Linked DNA regions of Sus scrofa: region 2 is linked to region 1. Evidence: chromatin contacts called from public Hi-C data. All regions are on one chromosome and are shown on one strand. Each heading gives the region's core, a stretch centred on a gene start, on an enhancer-like site or on the middle of the called end of the contact. The rest is flanking DNA. Distances are from core to core; before and after follow the strand shown. Region 1 overlaps SULF2 (extracellular sulfatase Sulf-2). Region 2 overlaps SULF2 (extracellular sulfatase Sulf-2).

Region 1 (7,430 bases), core at 3,081-5,580:
CCTCTGACAAGTCATTTGTCCTTTGAGATGCAATTTCCGAGTTGGCAAAATGGGATCCTCGCCATGTCTAGTGCACTGGGTTACAGCGAATTCAAAATTCAGAACAAGGCCTGGCATACAGTCAGCGCTGAATTGGTGTTCATTCCGACTGTGGTTACTCTTTCTGCAAGTCTTACTCAGTTTAGGCTCGGAGAGCATCCTCACCTGGCTCCTGTGGCCACACTCCAGCTGGGAAGGTGGAATCTTAGGGAGGGAGCCGCCTCCTCTCCCACGGCAGGTACGTGGTCAGGGTTGGGGGGGGGGCCCTAGCACCCCAGCTCCTGACCTTGAGGATACCCTCCTCTTGACCTGCACAGCTTGGCCACGAGTTCCCGCAGTCCGGGGGCCCAGCACCCACGCTGCCCCCTCACCGGTTCGCCGGCCGCTCTGTGTCCAGCAGCTTGAGGATGGATTTCCCGTCCATATCCGAGGGGATGTCCAGCCCTGCGATGTCCAGGATGGTGGGGGCCAGGTCGATGTTCAGGACGATGTGGGGATTCCTGAGGGGGGCAGGGAGAGCAGCACTCGGCCACCTGGGCAGAGGTGACCCAGCCTCCCTCCGAAGAGGGGTGGTTGGGGGGTGGGAGGTCGCAGGGGGGGGTGCTGATGCCCCGAAGTGAGGGAAGCTGTGGTCCTTCGTGTCCCTCTCCTGCCCCTCGGCCCCCAATGCTCCCCCTCGGCACCCCAGTTCAGCCGAACCCTGCCCTGACCTCCGTGCCCTCCCCACAACCACAGGAAGCTGGGGATCACAGCCCCCACCTGGCCTCGACGTGGCTCTTGCTTCTGCCAGGAAGGCCCTCCCTGCCCCCACTTCCTGAACAAAGACACCCTCTTTTAAGGGCTCTCCCAATCCTTGGACCTTCCCCTGGGTCCTTCTCTGAACCCCTGAGGCAAACACTGCCCCCCGCTCCCCCTGCCCAATGTTCCTAAATAGGCCAAGCATGGGGCCTTTGCCCTGGTGGCCTCTCTGCCCAGAATATTCTTCCTTTGTGCCCCAGCAAGCATTTCACTCCCCACCTTTACTTCCTGGCTAAACAATTTCCAAGGAGGCTCATGACACACTAAGTGGCCACGCTCTGGGCATCACGCCCTCATGCGATCCCCTCGAGGGTGGGCCAAATGGATAGAACGTGGCAAGGGTGACAGATGTCAGACCACGTGATGTCACATGGTATCCTATTGTCTTGTTCACTGGCCCTTCTTGGTCTCTCTTTCCTCCCTGGTTGGTTCTGAAGAAGCAAGCTGCCCTTAATTCGCCCCCAGCAAGGATGCCTGGTGAACACCCCGGGAGGCAGGCTGTGTGAGCTCAAGTGCTGTTTGCACCTGAACAACCACGTGAGTGGGGAAATGGGTCCTTCCCCAGTCGAGCCTCCAGATGGGACAGCAGCCCTGGCGGATGCCTGGATGTCAGCGTAAGCAGAGGACCAACCTCAGCTGGGCGCAGACCTCTGACCCACAGAGACTGTGATACACGCGTGGCGCTTTCAGTTGCCAGGTGTCCAGTCGTTGGTCACACAGCACTGATGTGAGGCCCTTCCCGAGGACCTTGTTTAGAACGGCCACCCTCCCCTTCCTTGCTCTGTCTTGCTCCCAAAGCCTTGTCACCAGTTTTCCACATATTTGACTCATTTTCCCGGCTTGCTGTCTACTGCCCAAGTAGAATCTAATGGGAAGGCAGCAGGCATTTCTGTCTGCCTTGTTCACTATGTAACCCGAAGACTTTTACACTTAGAGCACACAGTAGGTGCTCAATAAGTGCTAGCTCAGTGAATTCTGTTATTTACGCCCCCCCCCCCATGCATCTGTTACTTCTCCCGCATCTGGTTTTGACCTGGGGTGTTGCTGACATGGTGGTGAGTGACTTGCGGGCGGTGCCCAGCACAGGGCTATACCCGTTGGATGGACGATGGCCGCATGGACACATTCTCCATCAAACTGGGGCAGGGCCTGGGTCCAAGGGTTTCAGATGTCTTTCACCTCCTGCCTCTCCCTAGCCTGGCACCTTGTGAACACTGGGTGGGGAAGGGTGGGCAGCCAGGTGTGCTGGAGGGTCGTGGGGTGAGGCTGGGCAGGTGAGAGAAGCTGGGTGGTGGAGGGCCTTGAAGCCAGTGGGCGGGTGACCACATAGTCTAGAGGCATCTGGAAAAGACTGCTGGGTGACAGGGAGCTAAGGTGAATGTTGGCAACCAACAGCGGGATTGATTTGAGATTGTCCGGGGGTCCTGCTCTGCTCAGCCTGGGCAGGATGGACAGAACTGTATTTCCCAGCCAGCATCCACGCCGGGCTCAGTGGGAACAGCTTCCGATTCTGGAGGAACTACCAGCGTCATTCAGATTCCACCACCAGATGTACTCGGCTGGGTCACTCAAGGCTTCTATCACCCCAGTTACAGCGCCTGGTTCAGGGATGGACGCAGGACCCGAGTCAGGCCACTGAGAATCAGCCTCAGGGCTTCTGTTCAAACCACTGTTTATTTTCCCAAGCTGGATGGCTTAAAAGTCTGGGGCTGTGATGACCCTGCCACTGGGAGAGCAATAGCCTGAGAATGAAGCCAATTTGGAGGAAGCAGGACTCAGAGATGGAAAATGAGAGCTTCCTGTTGTCATGATGTGACAGCTGGATCTAGCCTTGCCTGAATCCAGAGCCGACCTTGGACTTTCCAGTTACTGTAGCAACTGCACTCCTTCTCTCTTACTTGCCTTGCTCATTTTGAGACTCCTTTCTGCTCACAACCCAAAGAGTCCTGGCTGACAGCCCTGAGTCTGACATTTGCACTCTCTTTCTCTGTGGTTTTGGGTCCTAAGAGCCAGATCACAGCCTCTGAGGCTGACCAAACCCACAATCTCTGTGCTTGTAGAGTCCTGATGGGTCAAATTCTTTCTATTCACAGGGGCGGTGCAAGGTTTCTAAGAGGCGTTATGGGGTGGTGGACAGTTGCGGAGGCTGGCTGGTTTCAAGTTCCAGCTCTTCCCCTTAAGTGCTATGTAACCTCAGGGAACTTAACTTGTGCCTCCGTTTCCTTGGCTTTCAAGGAGGGATAATAATAGCCATCTACCTTATAGGGTTGTTGTGATGCTTCAGTGAATTACCTGGATGAAAAAATGCTTACACTGGGAGTTCCCGTTGTGGCTCAGCGGAAACGAATCCAACTAGGAACCTTGAGGTTGCGGGTTCGATCCCTGGCCTCGCTCAGTGGGTGAAAGATTTGGCGTTGCTGTGAGCTGTGGTGTAGGTCACAGATGTGGCTAGGATCTGGCATTGCTGGGGCTGTGGTATAGGCTGGAGGCTACAGCTCCAATGAGACCCCTAGCCTGGGAACCTCCATATGCTGCAGGTGCAGCCCTAAAAAGACTCAAAAAAAAAAAAATGCTTACACTGAAGCCTGAAGAATAAGCTCAGATATTGTTATTATAGCCATTTGTTTCCTTTTTTCTTTTTTTTTCGCTGCCCCAGGGCATATGAAGTTCCCAGGCCAGGGATCAGACACGATCTGCAGGTGTGACCTAAGCTGCAGCTGCAGCAATGCTGGGTCCTTAAACCACTGTACTGGGCCAGAGATCGAACCTGCGTCTCAGAGCTTGCAAGATGCTGCTGATCCTGTTTTGCCACAGTGGGAACTCCTACAGCTATTATTATAGGTGGCGACCCTGCAACCCTGAAAGTGAGGCACTGGGTGAGGTTGGCAGAGGAAGGGGGACGAGGCTGGGCCTGAGCTCGCACAGCCTGCCTCCTGGAACTGCCACCCAGCATCCCAGGCGGTGGGAACATCTTGGTCCCGAGATGGTACTTCCAACGCCCTTCGGGAGGAATTCTGCAACAAGCCCTGTCAGGGCCTGTGTGTGTCCTGGGCTCTGGGCTCGGATGGACGTCAGACCAAAAAGCCCTGGAACAGTGATGCATCTGCATTTTAAACCACCAATCGGGTGGGTTCCTGGAATGTCCTGGCTGATCTGAGGATGCGGTGGCCACCACGGCTGGCCTGCCTACCCCTCCCTGCATAGAGATGGCATTTGCACTGCCAGAACGTGTCACTGCCAAGGTTAATCCAAGAGGAATGCTGGCGGAGGGCCCACGTGGGTGGCGAGGAGAGCTGTTTCCCGGGCGCTGCTGGTCTCAGGGGGTGCGGGAAAAGCGCTGCCCGGGCGCCTCCCTGACAAGCCCCAGGCCCAAGGACTACTCGGGCCGGAGAGAAACCGAGGTGGCAGCCCCACGCGCTGGAGGTGACACACACACAAACACCGCACACACACAGAGCCCTGCTCCCTGACTCCCTGGCAGAGTGCCCGCCACAAACAATCTGTTTTCACAGGTGCTCCCAGCTCCGGCCCTCCCATCAGAGGGGTAGGCGACGCGTCAGAGTCCACCTGGGTGACATCATTACTCTGTCGCTGGCACGGAGATCCACCTGCCCGAGTCACTGTCCGGCGGCGCTGGACAGCGGGCGGGGAGGGGAGTCCTGCTGCGCTGCCTGCGGCTCACCTGTCTGGGTGCCAGCGGAGCCTGGAGGCCTCCCTGGGCCTCGGGGACTTTGGGGCGCCGGCGGGGGGGGGGTGCACTCACAGCGAGCCGGCCTCCACGTTGGGGCCCCTCACGTAGAACGGGACCCGGATGTCAAACTCATAGGGCATGGACTTGCCCTTCACCAGGCCGAACTGGCCGATGTGGTAGCCGTGGTCGGCGGTGTACACGATGTAGGTGTTATCCAGCTCGCCCGTCTCCACCAGCATGTTGTAGATCTGAAATGTGGGGGGGAGGGGGTGCCGTCAGTGGGTGGCCACCAGCCACGCAGGGCGCTTCGGCCGCCGCGAATCTGAAGGTTAAGTTTTCCTGTATTTTACTGAATTTAAATAGTCATGGATGGAGTTCCCAACGTGGCTCAGTGGTTAATGAATCCGACTAGGAACCATGAGGTTGTGGGTTCGATCCCTGGGCTTGCTCACCGGGTTATGGATCTGGTGTTGCCGTGAGCTGTGGTGTGGGTTGCAGACGTGGCTTGGATCCCACGTTGCTGTGGCTCTGGCGTAGGCCAGTGGCTAGAGCTCCGATTCGACCCCTAGCCTGGGAACCTCCATATGCCACGGGAGCAGCCCAAGAAATGGCAAAAAGACAAAAAAAAAAAAAAAAAAAAGTCATGGATAACTTAAAAAAAATATATCCATGCAACGGGAGTTCCCTTCATGGCTCAGAGGTTAATGAACCCGATGAGGATCCAGGAGGAGGCGGGCTGGATCCCTGGCCTCGTTCCATGGGTTAAGGATCCGACGTTGCCGTGAGCTGTGGTGTTGGTGGCAGATGCTGTCTGGATCCAGCGGGGCTGTGGCTGTGGTGGAGGTGGGCCGTGTAGCTCCGATTTGACCTCTGTCCTGGGATCGTCCATGTGCCGCGGGTGAGGCCCTAAAAAGGAAAAAAAATATCCATGCAACAGAAAATTCTCCAACAATAAAAACAAGGAAGCACTGACACAGGCAACCATCTGGACGAACCGTGAAAACATCCCAGTAGGTGAAAGAAGTCAGAGGAAAAACCCCACTTCCTGTAGGATTCCTTTTATAGGAAATGTCCAGAAGAGGCACATCCAGAGAGACACAAGGGAGTTGCCTCAGGCGAGGGGGTGAGGAGAGTTCAGGGGTGAAGGCCAGCAGCAGCAGGGTTTGTCTTTGGGGTGATGAAACTGCTCTAAAATGGACTGTAGTGATAACTGCCAACCCTGAGAATACACTGAAACCACTGAGGGTGGAGGCATAAATTAGGGGTTCGGGATTGATGTATATGTGGAGTTCCCACCCTGGCTCAGCAGAAAGGAATCTGACCAGCACCCGAGAGGACGCAGGTTCGAGCCCTAGCCCCGCTCAGTGGGTTGAGGATCTGGCGTTGCTGCAGCTGTGGGGTCAGCCAGCGGCTGCAGCTCTGATTCGAGCCCTAGCCTGGGAACCTCCATATGCCTTGGGTGCGGCCCTAAAGAAACAAAAGCAAACCACATACACACCACTATCCATCAAACAGATAACCACCAAGGACCTTCTGTAGAGCACAGGGAGCTATGCTCAGTATTTTGGAATAACCTACAAGGGAAAAGAATCTGGAAAAAAAAAAAAAAGTATACATATAACAGAACCACTTTCCATACACCAGAAACGAATACAACATTGTAAAGCCATTAGACTTCAAACCCAAACCAAAACAGAGCACGCCCACTGAAATGTACACTGGGATTGGCTGAGCTGCGAGGTGTGTGCATTACACGTCCACAAAGCTGTTTAATCACGTCCACAGCCACACGGGGCTCCCGCACTGAGCAGAGCCGGGGCTGGAACACAGGCTCCACGAGGGCAGGGCGTTGGCTGGGTTTGCTCACAGCCGGCTCCCCTTTTCATCCTGCCTCTGTCTCTACTCCCGCCCCGCTGACGTTGCTGGGGGTCGGGAGGAAGGGGGAAGGGCAGGGCGGGAGGCCGATGGGGTGGGGGCGGGGCAGCCTACCGTCTCCATCGAGTCGTCCACGGACATGAGGGTCTGCAGGCGCTTCCGCTGCAGCATGTTGGTGAATTCCATGTGGATGGGCTTCATGGGCCCCGTGTAGCGCATGATCCAGTGCTTGTCAGGGTTGGGCGCGTAGTTGTAGCTCGGGGTGCTGGCGGGATGACACCGAGGTTAGGTTGGGGGGGGGGCGGTGCCTGGGCCTAGCTCCGCCCCCCCCCCACCGGACTCTCCCCACATCTCGGGGGGAGCTGCAGCCTGGGGTGAAACCTCCCCCATCTGGATGCTGGCAGGTCAAGGTCGATCCTCGTTAGGTTGGCCTCTCTCCACGTGTGGGGCGTGCACGTGGGGAGAGCCTGAAGCCCCAAAGGGAGACCATCCCTCCCGTTTTCATGAACAGGCCCCTTGCGTCAAGGCCAAAGTCTCAGTCTGTGCTGGGCTCACCTCCCTCTGGAAGGAGGAGAGACATTCAAGTGCAGAGCCTCCAGCAGGCGCAGCACCCAATTCTAACTTACTAAGAGGGCATTCAGTTGGGTCGATGGCAAGTGACAGTTATTGTGGTTAATTATGTACGGCGTGGCTACAGCATTTCCTTTTGTGATAGATTTTAGTTAAAAGAAAAGGAAACGGTTAAAAAATTAGGTGAACAGTCTGGCATGTACGGCCCAAAGCTGAGGCTGGTGCTTGAGTGGGTACGTTTGGGACACGCCACCTTCTCTGACTCAGCTGTCACCGTGATTCTTCCCGTGTGGTTTACTCTCGCATTCACGACAGAGGAAACAGAGGGTCAGAGGGGACCTGCTTGTGGTCTTACTCGGTGGGTGGTGGAGCCACTGGGCTCCGTGACTTAGGCTGCGGGATCAGCTGCAATGAATGAACACGCACAGGAGAAGCTCTGACGCTGCTGCGCTCTGAC
Region 2 (7,430 bases), core at 2,984-5,483, 67 kb after region 1:
CACCGCCCCCCACCCCAAGTCCCATAGCCCCTAACCTGGGTGGCACAGCATAGAAGCACTGGTTTTGACGGCTGACTAAAGAGAGAGGCTACTTTCTTTCTTTCTTTTTTTTTTTTTGTCTTTTTCTAGGGCCACACCTGCAGCATATGGAGATTCCCAGGCTAGTGGTCTAATCGGAGCTGTAGCCGCTGGCCTAAGCCACGGCCACAGCAATGCGGGATCCGAGCCACATCTGCAACCTACACCACAGCTCACGGCAATGCTGGATCCTTAACCCACTGAGCAAGGCCAGAGATTGAACCCTTAACCTCATGGTTCCTAATTGGATTCATTAACCACTGAGCCATGACTGGAACTTCTGATGCTACTTTCTGATGTTTGTTTTCTTAAAATTACAGGCCTGAATAGGAAAGTTGCGGGAGAGGGACATGGTTATCGAGCCCAAGGTATTGAGTTATATCTAGGTCTACGCATCACCATCTTTCCTAGACTACTGCAGAGTTTTATTTTACTTCTTAAAATTAATTTTTTTTCTTTGTTGGCTGCCTGCAGCATATGGAGCTGCCGGGCCAAGGATCAGGCCTAAACCACAGTGTGATTCACGGCTGCGACTGCAGCAACACCAGATCCTTTTAACCCACTGTGCTGGGCAGGGGATTGAACCTGTGTCCTGGTGCTGCAGAGACACCACTGGTCCTGTTGCTCCATAGCAGGAACTCCAACTATTGCAGAATTTTAATTGAGAAAAATACATGCAAAGCCTTTAGTTCAATGCTTGGCCTCAGAAAGGACTCAAAACATGTCAGCTTTTCAAAATGCAGTTCCCAACGAAATATGGTAGAACACAGTTGACAAACTGAGTGCCTCTGGACAGATCCTTGTGGGCCCATTGTGTGCTGGATCTGGGTCTGCATGAAAGTGGTCCAAAATCTGAATGAATTACTACCTTTTAATTTTTAGTAGGGAGATTTCACAGCAAGCCAGATTTCTGGCTTTTGGGGAAAAATACAAAGATCTGGCCTTGATGGGCCCAGAGGTGGGTGGATGTGAGTAGCAAAGGCCAGCTTTGGAAAGGGTCCCCTCCAGTTCTGCATGGCCCCCTCAGGCCCACTTCCCTCATCTGCAGTGCTTGCCTGGCCCTGCAGGCGCTGGGTTTGCAACCCTTAGCTGATTCTATTCCAACTGAAGGGGCCACCTAAGTAAACTCTCAAAGTAACACTCACTAAGGCCCAGAGACCCACAGAGCAGGTTTTAAGAGGGTGTTGAGAGGTTGTGGGTTTGGGTCAAGACTGGAACAGAGCCTTGAGCTGGACAGGCGGGGGGTGGGGGCAGGGGTGGGGTGCCATGAGATCGGACCACAGGTGGGGAAGCACGTGTGTCCTGTACCATCCTACAGTCACCAGTGTCCACCCACCAGGCTGGAATTCACATGGCAGCCCTTGAATGGCCCTCGTCTGGTCCTCCAGGGCCCCTGGAATGCCCGCAATGTCACTGGATCAGATGGTGAGCTGCCTGCTCATGACAACACCTGTTTGACAGCCACAGGAGGCTGGGCCCCATCAGACTGACTGCTCCAAATTGTCCTCTGTGGGGGGCGGGGGGCAAGAGAAAGGGCTGGGGGACAAACAGCAGCAATCTGGGGCCACGTCTGGGCCCAGAGACGCCACTGTGTCCTGAGCAATTACATTTGAGTCCCCTCTTCGCCTTGGAACATGCTCGCTGCTTGCTGTCCCTTGGCAACAACTGCCTTGCCTGCAGCTCAATCCAGAAAAATCCACAAGATTTCCGGGACCCGCTTCTGAGATGACATTTCTTCATGGGGGTGGCAAAGAGGGAACCCTCCCTGACCCTTGACTATTACAAAATAAAGTCAAATGTAATTGCTGGTTTCAGCTAAAAAAAAAAAAAAAAAAAAAAAAAAAAGCTGAGGCTCAAAATTGGTTCCTAAACCCCAAATCAGTTAAGGCAGAAGTCGAAGAGGCAGTGCTGGAATTTCATTAATGGACCTTAGATGGAAAAATCATGTTGTAATTTTTCTCTCCTGCAACCGGAGCCAGCAGAAGCTTCTGGGAGAAAATTCTATCCAGTTGTTCTCAATGGAAGGGGCGGTGCCCTGGGGAAGGGCGGGGGCGGGGCGTGTAACACTGGCGCTCAGGCTCAGCAATCACCGTCTTGTTCCTCTCCAAGGGACTCCATCCAGAAACATCCCTCTCACTGGTAATTCTCCAACTTGCCCCAAGGTGATCTGCCCACCTTTTAGGGTGAGCGCCACAGAGCCGGTCACCCCACCACTGGTCTGGTGGGCGATGTTGGCAGAGCAGCTTGATGTCTGTCCTAAGCCTGAAAACCCGCCCCTCCTCCCCCGGGCTCCCATCCCTGTAACTGGCACCACCATCTGCCCAGCAGCTCAGCCAGAAACCTCGGAGTCATCCTTGATTCTCCTCTGCTCCCCTCCCACTTGTGATCCGTCCATAAGCCCTTCCAGTCCGACCTTCAAAACAGAACTTGCTCCATCCTGCCCCCACCCTCTGCAGCACCCCCACTATCTCCCGCTGGGACAACTGGTCTCCCTGACGCCGCTCCTGTCCCCTGGCTACCTTCTCTCCAACCTGCAGCCAGAGTGAGCCGCTGAAAAACATGAATCACGCGTCCTTGACCTGCTGAGAACATCAGTGGCTTGTTCCTTGGCCTGGGAATAAATTTCAGACCCTCCCCCATTGCTCCTCTGCCTTCATCCTCCTCCTTCTCTCCCTCACTCCCCAGGTCCTGCTGCCCTCCTCCGGGTTCCTAGCAAGCTCCTCCCCGCCTGGGATGCTCCCCCTTCTAGCCCGGTTTCCACGTGAACATATCCTTCCCTCCTCCTGGTGCTGGTCATTTAATCACACACCCTCTGCTGGAGATGCCCTTTCCTGGGACTCCTGCTCTGATCTCTCCTATGGCTGAGCCCCCCGGGTTGCCCAGTAATATCTGCTTCTCCTTCTTCCTTATAAACAGACCCTGATTTAAATCTTCAATGCACTCAGCTAGGAAACTATGTTTCCCAGGTGCTGTAGCAGCTACAGGTGGGAATGGTCTCCCTTTGGCCTTCCAATCCACCCTCTGCCTAGTTCTTCAGCCCAGGGAGCTGGCCTGGATGGAGTGTAGCACAGTGTCTTTATACTCTGGCTTGGCCAATGGGGGCCCTGACGGAAGATGAGCAGAAGGGAGAACGGAGGTGGGGTATGGATGCTCCTCCACTGCCCTCCCTGTGGTGTCAACAGAGGGTGACAGCTCCTAGTGAGGAGGCCTACATCTCTAAGTTCCAGCAACCATTTTGCTCCTCAAGAGCCACTCCCTTGGTCTTGGAGTGGGGATGATCCACGGTTACTAACTAGCCTTGAGTGCTGCACTACCACTAGTGGTTTCCTGACACTTGCTCACACCTTAGCAAAAAACAGTTAAAGCCTCCTTGAATAACCACAATTTGAATGTGTCTGTATTTCTAGCAGAGCTTATGTGGCTAATGAAATGTTCTGTTCATGTTGTAGGTGACTTCTGGGATGAAGTCCTAAAGGGCGCTGACTTAACTTGAAGGTCCATCCTTCTTGCTGCCTGGAATGTGGCTGTGATAGCTGGAGCTCCAGCAGCTATTCTGATCCATGAAGGTGATCTTAAGGATGGAAGCCATACAATAAGCATGACAGAATACAAAAGCAGAGATGGGTCCTTGATAACCTAGAAACCACCAGGCCAGCCCTGACCTGCCAAGTTCCAGACATTCTTATGTGAAAAGCAAAATTCTATCTTAAGCCATTGTTATTTATATTTTCTTTTACATGCAGCCAAATCTAATCCTGATTCACTTAGCTTCCACGATTTAAGTGATCTCCCAAGTGTTGCTGAATTGGAAAAAAAAAAAAAAGAATCTTGCAGGAATGTGCTTGGCAAGTTGAATACCAGGGTGGGTCCAAAAGAGTCTCTTTTCCTCCTGAGATAACTTGCATCCACATGTTTTTCTAACTCCACTGAGCAGCGGCAGGAATGTTGGGAGTTGGTATCTCAGAGAGGCTGCAATGGCAGTTGCAAACGGATCTGGTGTCCGGAATCTGGGCACACTATGCTGGGCTCCCAGCCATCTGGCCCCTGCAGAACGCCCAAGCCTGCAATTTAGAAATGATTTCTGGATATCAGTCTGCAGCACAGGGTGTGGTTTCCTTGTGCTCAGAGATGGAAAGAGGCAAACAAGTGTCTGGCCAGAAACTCTCCTGAGTCTTTCTCTCAAAAGCCAGCCTCTCCCCAAACACAGCCCTCCAGGCTGGGGGCCTGCCACTTTCAGGATCACAGAATCCGATGAGGGTCTCAGACCCAGGAAAGCACAAACAGGCACATGATCTGCGTAGCATTTCCACCCTCCCTGACTCCTGGCCCATCCCGCCTGGGCCTCCCCCTTGAACTTCTGACTCTGAAGGCCAGCTGCCTTGACAGCTCCTCTTGGCTCTTCAAGGGCATCGGCAATTTACCAGGTCCAGAACTGACCTCCCGACCATAGCTTTCCCCATCTCCATAAACAGAAACTATCTCCTTGGAGTTGTTCAGGGCCAAACCCTTGGAGTTGTTCTGGGCTTTTCTCTCCCACTGCACACCAGATCCATTAGCATACTTCATCAGCTCCACTCTCTAACAGTGAAGCATCTGACTACTTTTCCCCACTGGGTCTGAGCCACCATCACCTTGTGCCTGGACTATTGTGACAGATCCCTCACTGGGCTCATCTGCTGCTGGACCATTGCAGTAGACTCTTTGTTGCTCCTATTCCATCCCTTCGGTCTAGTCTCCATATGATAGCCAGAGGGGTCATATTAAAACACAAGTCAGGTCATGTCAATGTCTGTCACTGGTGTCCACCTCGCTCAGAAAGGCAGAGTCCTCTCCGGGGTTCAAGGACCCTGCATGATCCACCCTCCCACCACTGCCCATTACCTCTCTAGATCTCCCCTCTTCTGGTCTCCGTTGCTCACAATGCTGGGCCACTTTGGACTCTCTGCTGCTCTCTGTGCCTGCCCAGACTGCTTCTGCCTCAGGGCCTTTGCACCCACTGTTCCCTCTGCAACAGGGAAAAGCATTTCCTGGGGAAATTCCCTTGACCCATTCCCTTCCCTTGCTTGCCCAAATGTCCCCCTCTCAGCGAGGCCACCGTACATAAAATCAAGACCCTCTCTTTCCCAGCCCTTCTTGCTGACTTCCCTTCCTACTCTATTTTCTTCACTACTTTTCATTGTCTTATATACTATACATTTTTTTTTTTTTTTTTTGTCTTTTGTCCTTTTCATGGCCGTACCCATGGCATATGGAGGTTCCCAGGCTAGGGTCTAATCGGAGCTGTAGCCACCAGCCTATGCCAGAGCCACAGCAATATCAGATCCAAGCTGCGTCTGTGATCTGCACCACAGCTCATGGCAACGCTGGATCCTTAACCCACTGAGTGAGGCCAGGGATAGAACCCACAACCTCATGGTTCCTAGTTGATTTGTTTCTGCTGCGCCACAATGGGAACTCCTATTTATTTTTAAAAATTAACTCTTGCCCTAGAAAGTAAGCTCTCTAAGAGTAGAGATTTTGCCTATTTTGTTTACTGTGGGATCCCGCTTGGCACATTGTAGGCGCTCAATACATATCTGATGAGTGAATGAGCGGGGGCCTCGCTTTGAGGACCTTGCTTCAAAGAGACGCCCTGGGCATCTCCCGGACTTGACAGCACACCAGCCATTCTGCCTTCTTGTGGCACCAGCCCTTGAATGTTACTGTAGGGAATCATTCTCTGCCTCCCTCTCCCAGCCCTTATGGCTCATGTGGGGGTTGGCCCCCTCCCTGGCTCCCAGGCCAGTCAGTCATTGTGTTTCATCCCTTGAATGGCTCATGGCTGATCAATGTCTCAGACTGTGCCAGGCCCGAAACACTTAAGTTGGGGACTTTTACTGGCACTCACGGGAGAGAGAAATTCTTTATAAAGATGGCTCACTGTAGCATCCTGAATATAGACCTGGTGATGCCAGGGGTGCCAGATGGAGAGCTGGGCTCAGAGAAGCCAACTTGGAGGAAAGCTGAGATCAGGGAGATGGAGAGACAGATGACATACAGAGATAGAGCTCCTGGATCCAACCATACCTGAAGCTCAAAATGCACTTGGATTTTTTATTTCCATGCATCAAACTCTTTTTTTTTTGTTTGCTCAGTCCAGTTTGAGTTGGGCTTCTGTCCCTTGTCACTGAGGGAATTCAGACTGACAGAGTAGTTGTGATTCCCATGTTTTCATAACCAAGGGAGTGCTTGTTCCCAAGGCAGTTTTGCAGCCCTTCCAACACAACCACTTGGCTGTCTTTTGTCAGCCATGATGGTGCAACACAGTTGCTAGAAGATGCAGTAATGGTAGCAGAACCCATGGTGGATGTGATTGACACGTACCCCTCAGGCTTGGGAGGAGTCAGCATGCCTGTGTCTGGCCAGGCTCACTCTACCCTGTCGGCCAGCAGGAGACTCTGTAGTCACCCTGCTGTTCAGTGCTAGGAAGGAACTAAATTACGAAAGAATTTTTAGGGAGTTCCTGGTATGGCTCAGGGGAAACGAATCTGACTAGCGTCCATGAGGATGCAGGTTTGATCCTTGGCCTTGCTCAGTGGGTTAAAGATCCAGCACTGCCGTGAGCGGTGGCGTAGGTTGTAGATGCAGCTCTGGTCCTGTGTTGCTGTGGCTGTGGTGTAGGCTGGCCGCTGTAGCTCTGATTTGACCCCTAGCCTTGGAACCTCCATATGCCTTGGGGTGGGGCCTAAAAAAAATGTCAAACTCATTTTTAGATGTAAGATCTGTTGTAGACAAATAGTCCACAAAGCATTAAAGGAGGCGTGGCCATAATGATCAGACTGAGAGCAAATGGTTACACACACGTGATATTCAGTCCTCACAAGAAGGTTAGGCTCATAGATCATCACTCTCCATGAGAGATGAGTAAACTGAGGCACAGAAGTCAAGTAACTTTCTCGAGGCCACACAGACAGTGGCAGAGTGAGGGTTTGAACTGGCTGTTTCGCTACAGAGTTCTCATCTTCACATCTCTGTTGGAGCATTTTCATTTAGAGCTGTTCTGAGAGGCAAAGACTTCTGCTGCACTGTGAACATTCGATCCACAGCTCACGCGGTGGGAGAGGCAAACTCGAAGTCCAGCCTCCTGAGGGGGTCTCTAAAAGGCACCTTGTTTCTCCCTGATGTGCACCCCCAGGAAAAGGGGCATGACGCAGCCAGGCCTGATATTCTGGGGTTTGTCTCCTTAACCCTCAAGACACAAGGGGTATTGCCAGCAGGTGCCCATATAAGCGTGGCCCCCACGTTAGATGCCCATGACTCACACTTGAGAAAGCCCTTCCGGTTTCCAGTCACCATCCCCCACTGCCGGGGTC

The links. Hi-C and Micro-C count contacts between places; a contact is called where the count stands out from the background.
Region 2: a Hi-C map of skeletal muscle shows a contact between it and region 1, with 6 times the contacts expected there. The contact joins two enhancer-like sites. A contact is called at or near these places in 4 of 47 Hi-C or Micro-C datasets (embryonic fibroblasts, heart right ventricle and skeletal muscle) and 1 of 2 datasets of contacts at active chromatin or transcription factors (skeletal muscle).

The regions. Positions count from the first base shown.
Region 1 is chr17:49,693,256-49,700,685 of Sscrofa11.1, forward strand. It overlaps SULF2 (extracellular sulfatase Sulf-2), which reads right to left. Exons shown (of 21, transcript XM_021077816.1): 6 at 6,518-6,668; 7 at 4,601-4,776; 8 at 411-539. Among named protein-coding and RNA genes, the nearest start is that of SULF2, 110 kb to the right of the region's middle. Within about 2 kb of position 4,331, at least 8 of the 83 cell types and tissues checked have an H3K27ac peak or open chromatin away from gene starts, as enhancers often do.
Region 2 is chr17:49,760,513-49,767,942 of Sscrofa11.1, forward strand. The region is part of intron 2 of SULF2 (extracellular sulfatase Sulf-2); the gene reads right to left. Among named protein-coding and RNA genes, the nearest start is that of SULF2, 41 kb to the right of the region's middle. Within about 2 kb of position 4,234, at least 17 of the 83 cell types and tissues checked have an H3K27ac peak or open chromatin away from gene starts, as enhancers often do.